Regions from separate parts of the Mus musculus genome. Here all the other regions are linked to region 3. A link is a contact called in public HiChIP or PLAC-seq and promoter capture Hi-C data. All regions are on one chromosome and are shown on one strand. Each heading gives the region's core, a stretch centred on a gene start, on an enhancer-like site or on the middle of the called end of the contact. The rest is flanking DNA. Distances are from core to core; before and after follow the strand shown.

What was found. Promoter capture Hi-C pulls out the DNA fragments that hold promoters and counts their contacts. HiChIP or PLAC-seq counts read pairs in DNA pulled down with a chosen protein or histone mark.
Region 1: a promoter capture Hi-C map of the C10 cell line shows a contact between it and region 3, with 4 times the contacts expected there. The contact joins the enhancer-like site here to the promoter of Fance in region 3. A contact is called at or near these places in 1 of 39 promoter capture datasets (the C10 cell line), 2 of 484 Hi-C or Micro-C datasets (the G1E-ER4 cell line and palatal mesenchyme), 1 of 115 datasets of contacts at active chromatin or transcription factors (embryonic stem cells) and 2 of 9 other capture datasets (adipose tissue and liver).
Region 2: an H3K4me3 HiChIP or PLAC-seq map of embryonic stem cells shows a contact between it and region 3, with 2.1 times the contacts expected there. The contact joins the enhancer-like site here to the promoter of Fance in region 3. A contact is called at or near these places in 4 of 484 Hi-C or Micro-C datasets (CD4 T cells, embryonic stem cells and palatal mesenchyme), 3 of 115 datasets of contacts at active chromatin or transcription factors (embryonic stem cells and memory CD8 T cells) and 3 of 9 other capture datasets (adipose tissue, liver and pancreatic islet).

Annotation. Positions count from the first base shown.
Region 1 is chr17:27,924,406-27,927,105 of GRCm38.p6, forward strand. All of the region lies in intron 1 of Anks1 (ankyrin repeat and SAM domain containing 1), which reads left to right. Among named protein-coding and RNA genes, the nearest start is that of Anks1, 16 kb to the left of the region's middle. Within about 2 kb of position 1,331, at least 33 of the 459 cell types and tissues checked have an H3K27ac peak or open chromatin away from gene starts, as enhancers often do.
Region 2 is chr17:27,999,771-28,002,470 of GRCm38.p6, forward strand. All of the region lies in intron 11 of Anks1 (ankyrin repeat and SAM domain containing 1), which reads left to right. It overlaps Gm35290 (a long non-coding RNA gene), which reads right to left. Exons shown (of 2, transcript XR_003952249.1): 2 at 1,295-2,700. Among named protein-coding and RNA genes, the nearest start is that of Gm35290, 6.2 kb to the right of the region's middle. Within about 2 kb of position 1,276, at least 73 of the 459 cell types and tissues checked have an H3K27ac peak or open chromatin away from gene starts, as enhancers often do. A contact at or near this core is called in embryonic stem cells, where this site is marked.
Region 3 is chr17:28,312,130-28,314,829 of GRCm38.p6, forward strand. It overlaps Fance (Fanconi anemia, complementation group E), which reads left to right and starts at 1,401. Exons shown (of 10, transcript NM_001163819.1): 1 at 1,401-1,753. The coding sequence starts at 1,515.

The DNA.
Region 1 (2,700 bases), core at 81-2,580, 390 kb before region 3:
TTTACGTATCAACTTGACACAAGCTGGAGTCATCAGAGAGGAAGAAGTCTCAGTTGAGGAAATGCCTCCTTGAGATCCAGCTGTAGGGCACTTTCTCAACTAGTTATCATTGGGGTAGGTCCCAGCCCACTGTGGGAGGTGCCATCCCTGGGCTGGTATCTTGGGCTCTATAAGAAAGCAGGCTGAGCAAGCCAGTAAGCAACACCCTTCTGTGGCCTCTGCATCAGCTTCTGCCTCCAGGTTCCTGCAGTGTTTGACTTCCTGTCCTGATTTCTCAGTGATGGGACATTACCTGAAAGTGCAAGCTGAAATAAGCCCTTCCCTCCCCAAGTTGTTTTTTGGTCATGATGTTTCATTTCAGCGATAAAACCCTAAGACAAGTTGATACCAGGAATAGGGTTCGAACCCATGCAGAATCAAACAAACTGAGTTTGGATCTTGCCTTTACCACCTGCTAGTTAAAGATGCAATCAACTTTCTTCATTTTTGTCTTATTTCCATCATCTATAATAGAACTTCTTAGCCAGATGGCACACGTTATAATTCAAGGGCTTGGGAGGCGGAGGCTGCAGGGTCAGGAGTTCATGGTCATCTTTTGTTACACTGCCAATTTAAGGCCGGCCTGGGCTGCATGAGACCCTTTCTCTAAAGTAACCAAGGAAAGGAAAGAAGAGAGGAAAGAAGAAAGGGAAGGGAGAAAGGGAAGGGAGAGGAAAGGGAGGAAGGGAAGGAAAGGGAGAGCTCTCCTAAGAGGTTGCGTGATGCTTCAATGACGTAATCTTTGTAAACTCTTAAAGGTGGCTAGAACATAGCAGGCAGCTGAAGATTGTTAATATTTACACAGAGGAAATATTAACAATATTTCCTCCTGGGCGCCCAGCCATGGAGTTGTCAGTGTAAATGGTCAGTACTGAGGAGTGTGGAGGAGGAGGTGGCAGTCAGTCGAGGGTAGTCTGGAGCCCTTTCTCCACCATGCAGTGTTCCCTCCTGAAGTAGAGTTTGAACCCTGCTATTGTAGCATCCAGACAGCTGAGAAGATTAGATGGAGGAGGGAGGGGAGTTGTCAGGGTTAAAATGGAGAGGCTGGAATGGGACAGACAGATGAGTTGGCCGGCCAGCGCCATGATGCTCCTGCATGGTGAGTTGAGGAAGCTGCTGGCCGGCCAGTACAAGACAGTTCAGGCTTGAATGCTGGCCAGCCTCGGGGAGTGGAGACATAGGGAGAGCTGATGAATTAAAGTCGACCAGAGACCCATTTAGTCTCTGCAGGACTGGCAAGCTCTTTGGTCCCCTGTTGTTGGGAAAGATGCACTGCAGTCATCTAGTAACTTCCCTTTTCTCTTTATTACCTTGTAACTTTTTGAAGTAAGCCTTGGTCACTATATTAAGTAGAGAAGCTTTGCAGTGCTATTGCAACACTGTGAGGCACGTGCCATGTGTGTTGTTCTACACACTGTCATCCTGGGTATGCGTCTACAAACTTGTAACAGAAACACCAGGCTCAGCCGAGTCACTGCCTGCAGTGTGGGCTTGATGTCCACACAGGCCAGAGGAGGACATTGGATCCCCCAGAGGTAGAGTTACAGATGTTGTGAACCACGGTGTGAGATCGTGGAAAATGTGGGTCCTCTGGAAGAAGAGCCAGTGTGTTACACGGAGCCACTTCTCCAGCCCCACAACCCCTCTGGCTCAGGTGCAGCTCAGTGGTAGAGGACTTGGCCAATGTGCAAGATCCTAGGTTTGATGCCCAGTGCTGCAAAAGGAAAAGCAATGAGAATGCAATTGAGTACATGAGTCTTGCAGGAATAGATTTGTATGTTCTTACCCGTCAGTGCATCTGTGTAGGAGTATACTCCAGCACCACAGCCAGAGCGCCCCTCCCTGGGGTAGCTACTGTCCTGTCCTCTGGCACTGGGGAATCTCTAGAAACATGTCTGTAACTCATATGCACTTAGGTTTCTGCAGTACAGTGGGACGGGAGACAGGAATGTCTGCATGTGCTAACACATTTCCAGACGCATGTAATTCCTTGCAGAACACCCATCCTGGGCTCATGTAACGGTTGGAGCTCATCCCCCTATTCCTCCTTCATTGCACCCCATTCCATGTCCTGAGCAGCCAAACTTAAAGCTGGCTTAGGGTTGTCTTCAGTCACATGGGACTGATAACAGCTGTTAGCACCAACCCACATTTCTAAGTGCGTTTAAGTGATCAAAACTGGCCCTACTTTCTGGAGAAGTTGGGAGAATTATGCTGACATGGAGCCAAAGGACAATTGGCAGTTTCTTCATGTAACGAGTGCCTTGCCTGTGCCAGATCACCTTGCTGGCTAGAGGAGTTCCAGAGAGAAAAGAAGTCTCCATCCAGTATTTGCCAATCTGCTGGGGAGAGAGCATATAAGCAACAACCCTTGATGAGTGTTGTGGGGCGGAAGGATGCTGAGGGTTTCCAGAAGCAGAGGGTGAGCTTCCCCTTGGGAACATGGAAGGCCTGGGACCGTAAGGCCAGGGAGCTGTACAGGCAGAGAAGGGAAGGCCAGAGCTGCCCCAGGCAGCAGCAGAGCAGGGCACATTGAGAAAGCTGAGAGTGAGCAAAGCCTGAGCTAAGGGGTAGCTGCTGGGCAGGAGGCAGGACTGAGGCATTTCATGGCCATGGAAAGAAAGGTACTGATAGTGATGGACATGCACTTTAGGGAGAGCG
Region 2 (2,700 bases), core at 26-2,525, 310 kb before region 3:
GTGAGTAGAGATAAAGCGCCTGCGAAGCTCCCTCGCTGTGCCCGTGGCCGCCAGCCTCCTTGTAGCTGCTACACTGTATCTGAAGGGGGAGAGGAGCAGCCAGCCTCCTTGTAGCTGCTACACTGTATCTGAAGGGGGAGAGGAACAGCCAGCCTCCTTGTAGCTGCTACACTGTATCTGAAGGGGGAGAGGAGCAGCCAGCCTCCTTGTAGCTGCTACACTGTATCTGAAGGGGGAGAGGAGCAGCCAGCCTCCTTGTAGCTGCTACACTGTATCTGAAGCCGGAGAGGAGCAGCGGGAAGTCACGTGACGGACACAGGCCGGCCACATGTGCGAGTGGGATCAGGAACTGAGACAGCCTGACATTCAGTGACTGCAAACTCCAGGTTGGGTAGCACATAGGAAAGTAGCCAGGAGGTCTACTAGTCACACTGCTGTCCTGGGCACTCTGTGGGCCTGTGAAGTGGTGAGCGAGCATGAGGACAGCCGTGCATGGGAATGCACATAGTGCGGTTGGGGTGATGTTCCCCAGAGCCGTGCTGCACTTGAGTGAGAAGACTTTGGTCTTCTTGCCTGTCCTCTGTCTACAGTCCTCTCTCTGCTCCTGTCACCTTGGTGACCCCTCTCCAGGGCTGAGCAGGGAGTCCCCTTACTCAGCTTTCAGAAAGAGAAGGTCATGCCAGTCCTCAGGCCCTTCCGTCTCTCCCTGAAGACCCAGGCTGGCTTTTCACGGCAGGCGCTTGCACGCCTCTGTGACTCTGTGAACAGACAGCTTGGCAGTTGAGTCTCATGGAGCAGCATCTTCTCCCCAGCTTCTGACTCAGGCTTCTGACAAAACCAGGCCTCTGGCTGCCTCCCTCCTCCTGCTGCTGCAGGCTTAGGACAGCTCACTTTCCCTCTCATCAAATAAGCTTTGTGAGTAGTGGCTCTGTATTTCCTTCCACAGAATGTTTTGACAAATTATATGGATATGTACATGGGTGGTAAATACAAAAAATAGTTGAAATGTGTAAGGGGGCAGAATATGTTGAATTCACATGAAAGTGATTTTAAAAAATAAAAGCAGTTTGATGTTCAAAAGTGAGACAAATTATGTTCACACAAGAGATCAGAGATAGCTCTATAAGGAGAGTGTCTGAGCCAAGCCCTGAAATAGAGACTTCAACTTGGTAGGCCAAGGCTGGGGAGGGAGATGACCAAGGTTCCAGGCAGGGGTGTGGCACACAACAGTGGGTGGAGGGAGGGAGGGAGGAGGTGGAGAGTAGCCTGGAACAAAGAGAACTTGTCCTAGAGGTTGGCTCTCAAATGTCAGTCTTTATTCCAGAGACAGAGCGGTACTGTTGAAACTTGAGGAGTGGGGTGGCAGCCTGGGGGCCACATGCTCTGAAGGGTAGAAATTGGGAGTCTTAGCTTGGAACAAGCCAGAGGCAGGAACAGCTTGCAGCCAGGATTCTTCCCAGAGGGGCAGGAGGAAGTCAGGGGAGGAGGAAGGAGTGGGACAAGTCTGAGGGGTAAGGTGACAGGGGTGCGGCCAGGTATGGGTGAGCAGGGCTGTGTGCTGAGGTGTCCAGCCTGCGTTCTAGGAGAACACTGTGTGAATTATGCCCACAATGCCCAGAAATGTGGTCCTGATGACTAAGAGAGATGCTGAAGATCCCAGGAGCTGAATGACCTCAGCAGAGACGAGCACAGGGCTGGGTGGAAGTCTGTGTTCTCAGGACCTGTTGGTCACAGCCCAGGTGGCCGTCCGTTCACTTTCTAGCCATTGACACGGGAAGGGGAAAGCCTTGGGAAGGTAGTCCCCAAAAGCTGGGTATGCCTCTTCAGTGCAATCATGCTGAAGAGGTGGCAAATTTGAAAAAGAACAGCCTTAAAGGCTAGGCATGGGGAGCTAGGACAAGATGGTCACAAGTTCCACATCAGCCTGGACCACAGAGTGAAGCTGCCCTAAGCAACAGCCACGCCCTTTATCCTAGGTGGCTAGAAAGTCCAGGTCAGGGGAGCGCAGGAAAGTAAGCATGTGAGCCCAGTTACCACTATGTCCAGTGACACGGAGCTAGAGGACAAAGACTAGGAAAGCGTCAGGTGATTGGGAGGCCACTGGTAAATCCTGATGGGGCCGTGCTTCTCTGAGACAGATCGCAAGGAACAACAGTTCCTGGGTTCTGTCTTGGTGACAGAAGGGAGCCCTTAGGACGGCTGTGTTGCTTGCTGCCTTCTTGGGAGACTGTGTCATGTCCTCCGGAACAGAAGAGACAGTCACTCTGGTGGTGACATCAGAGCTTTCAGGAAAGAAGAAAGATGTAAGAAGTCCAGGCCAGGGCAGAGGCTTGTGTTTGAACTCCTGCTCACTCTCTTTTGGCCGGGACCTTCAGAGTCCTGTGCCTTCTCGAAGCATCAGCATCTGTGTAAAGAATCCTAAGGTGCCATGGGCACAGAGCAGAGCTTCCTGTTGGGAAGCCATGGAAGCAAGCTGGATGCAGAGCTTAGCAAGGAACCCGGGGGCGGGGGCGGGGGGGGGGCAGAAGGGTGAGATGAATCTGGAGTAATGACAGTCTTAGCTCTTCCTTGAGACTCTAGCAGGCTCAGCACTGCAGCAGCTGCAGAAGAGAAAGCAAATGGTTGTGAAGACCCAGTGTAGGAACTGTCCAAAGCCATGGGGCAGAGAGGCCAGGCATCCATAAGGTCGCTTGCTAGGGA
Region 3 (2,700 bases), core at 151-2,650:
CCACTTTGTGAAGCAGTAAAGACCTCACCTTTTCCAACTAATTCTTTTGAAATAAATAGTTTGGCTTAGATCAAAATCAGCTCAAAAATGCTGCCATGGGTTCCCATGATAGAGTAGAAAGCCAATGTCCTCTGTGTGACCTCAAGCCTGGTAGCCTCTCTGATCTCCTCTTCAGCCACCCTGCAGCTCCAGGGCCGTTGCCCTGTTTCTTCTCTTCCTGTAGCAACCTCCCTACAGACTCCCTGACCTGGACCTTATTGGGTTCATTTTGCCTGGTCATCCTATTATAAGGCATCTCAATTTATCTCCTTTTTTTTTTTTTTCTTCCTGAAAGTAACTGTCACGGTCAAAATATTTGATAATTTGTGGCTGGGGAGATGTCTTATCAGTTAAGAGGCCATATTGCTGTCTCACAGAGGACTAAGGTTCAGAACACATACATACTATATACACATAGAGATATTTCCCAGCTACACATACACATACGCCCCATACACATGAGTAAAAATAGAAATGTAAAAGGATAGGAACTAGAGAGATGGCTTAGTGGTTAAGAGTGCTAATTGTATTCGTAAAGACTGGGGTTTCTCAGCATGCGCGTGCAGTCTTAACTGCCTATAACTCAAGTTTCAAAGATTTTGATTTTCTCTTCTGACCTTCCAGGTCTCCTGCACACATTTGGCCCACATACATATATATACACACAGGCACACACACACACACACACACACACACACACAGAAAAGGCAAAATGGAAACAGAGTTGGAGGGATGATGGCTCAGCGGTTAAGAGTATTAGCTGCTCTTGCAGAGGACCCCACATGTAAATTTACAGCCGCTAACTCCAGTCCCAGGACATCCCACGCCCTCTTCTGGCCTCCGCGGGCACTAGACATAGTGCATTTACATATATACAAGCAAATCACCCATACGCATAAAATAATTTTTGCTTTTTTTTTTTTTCTCGAGACAGGGTTTCTCTGTATAGCCCTGGCTGTCCTGGAACTCACTCTGTAGACCAGGCTGGCCTCGAACTCAGAAATCCGCCTGCCTCTGCCTCCCGAGTGCTGGGATTAAAGGCGTGCGCCACCACGCCCGGCATAAAATAATTTTTGAAAAGAAACATTTTAAAAAGACGTGGAGAAGGACTAAGATTAGGCAGCAGTATAGTACAGCCGCTCCATCAAGCGCGGATCAGATTGGCTCCAGACGCAGGAACCGGCCCCGCCCCTTCGCGGGCTTCTCGTACTATGCAGGGAGTTAAGTTGCTTCCTGATGCCCTCGCTCCGTCCCCGCTCCGCCCCTCTCCTGGACGCTCTCTTACAGGTCTGGTTAGTTGATGGTCCCGCCCCCTCCCGATGATCACGTCCCTTCCGGCCCCGCCCCGATCGCTAGATCCCGCCCCTTCAGGCTCTACAGGGTGCTCCGGCTTTCCTTGGCTTCGGGAGCTTTGCGCGGCTGGAGTGGCGCTCCGATCCCGCGTGTCCTAGCCGCCGCCCCGCGTCCGCTCTGCGCTGGCGACGCCGGGGTCGGACTCCGTAGCCTCGGCCGGAGCGGCGCCCTGGGCGAGCCTGGAGGCCCCTGCCCGCCTCCTGCTTCAGGCGCTACAGGCAGGGCCTGAGGGTGCGCGGCGCGGGCTAGGGGTTCTGCGCGCCCTCGGCCGCCGCGCGGAGCACTTCCCTTGGGATGGCTTCCTGGAGGCGCTGGGCCACTTAGAGCCCGAGGTGCGGGGCCCCGACGGCCGCCTAGAGCTGTGAGTCCCCGCCCGTGGCCCCCGCCGCCTCCCCCCTGCTTATTTGTGTAGTTGAGGCAGGGTTCCATCTAGCCTAAGTTAGCCTGGAACTCCGGCAGCCATGTCCTCGGTGACAGGATTACAAGTGCGCGTGCCAGCACTGGGCTGAGACACGCATTTTGTCAGGCAGAATTCTAAGTGCAGACTGAGTTTGTTTGCTTTGCTTCCATCTCCAGTTGCTGAGCTGCTGGTGCATGGCTTTAACTCCAGCATTTGGAGGCAGAGGCGAGCATATGTCTCTTGAGTTCCAGGGCAACAGAGTGAGACTCTGTCCTAAGAAGAATAAAAGGCGGGGTGTGGTGGTGCACGCTGGTAATAGCACTACCCAGTAGGCAGAGGCATGAGGATCTTTAAGTTCAAGACCACCCAGGACAACATAGACTCTGCCAAAACACAAATAATGTATCTCTAATACAGATGTTCTTGTCAAGTGGACACCTGTGTTAAAAATACAGGTCATGCCGGGCGTGGGGGCACATGCCTTTAATCGCAGCGCTCGGGAGGCAGAGGGAGGCGGATTTCTGAGTTCCAGGACAGCCAGGGCTATACAGAGAAACCCTGTCTCGAAAAACAAAAATACAGGTCATACAGTGTAGGGTCTGGTTTCAGCGGTCAGGAAGCTGAGACAGGAGGATTGCTTCAAGTTGGAAACCAAGACTGCACAGGCCAAGAAAACTAGAGACTGACAGATCTCTTGTGAGTTTGAGGCCAGCATGGTATACAGAGCGAGTTCCAGGATAGCGAGGGCTACACAGAGAAACCCTATCACAATAAAGGATATATATATATATATATATATATATATATATATATATATATATGTGTGTGTGTGTGTGTGTGTGTGTGTATGTATATATGTATATATGTATGTATGTATGTATATGTATATATACACATATATATCTCCT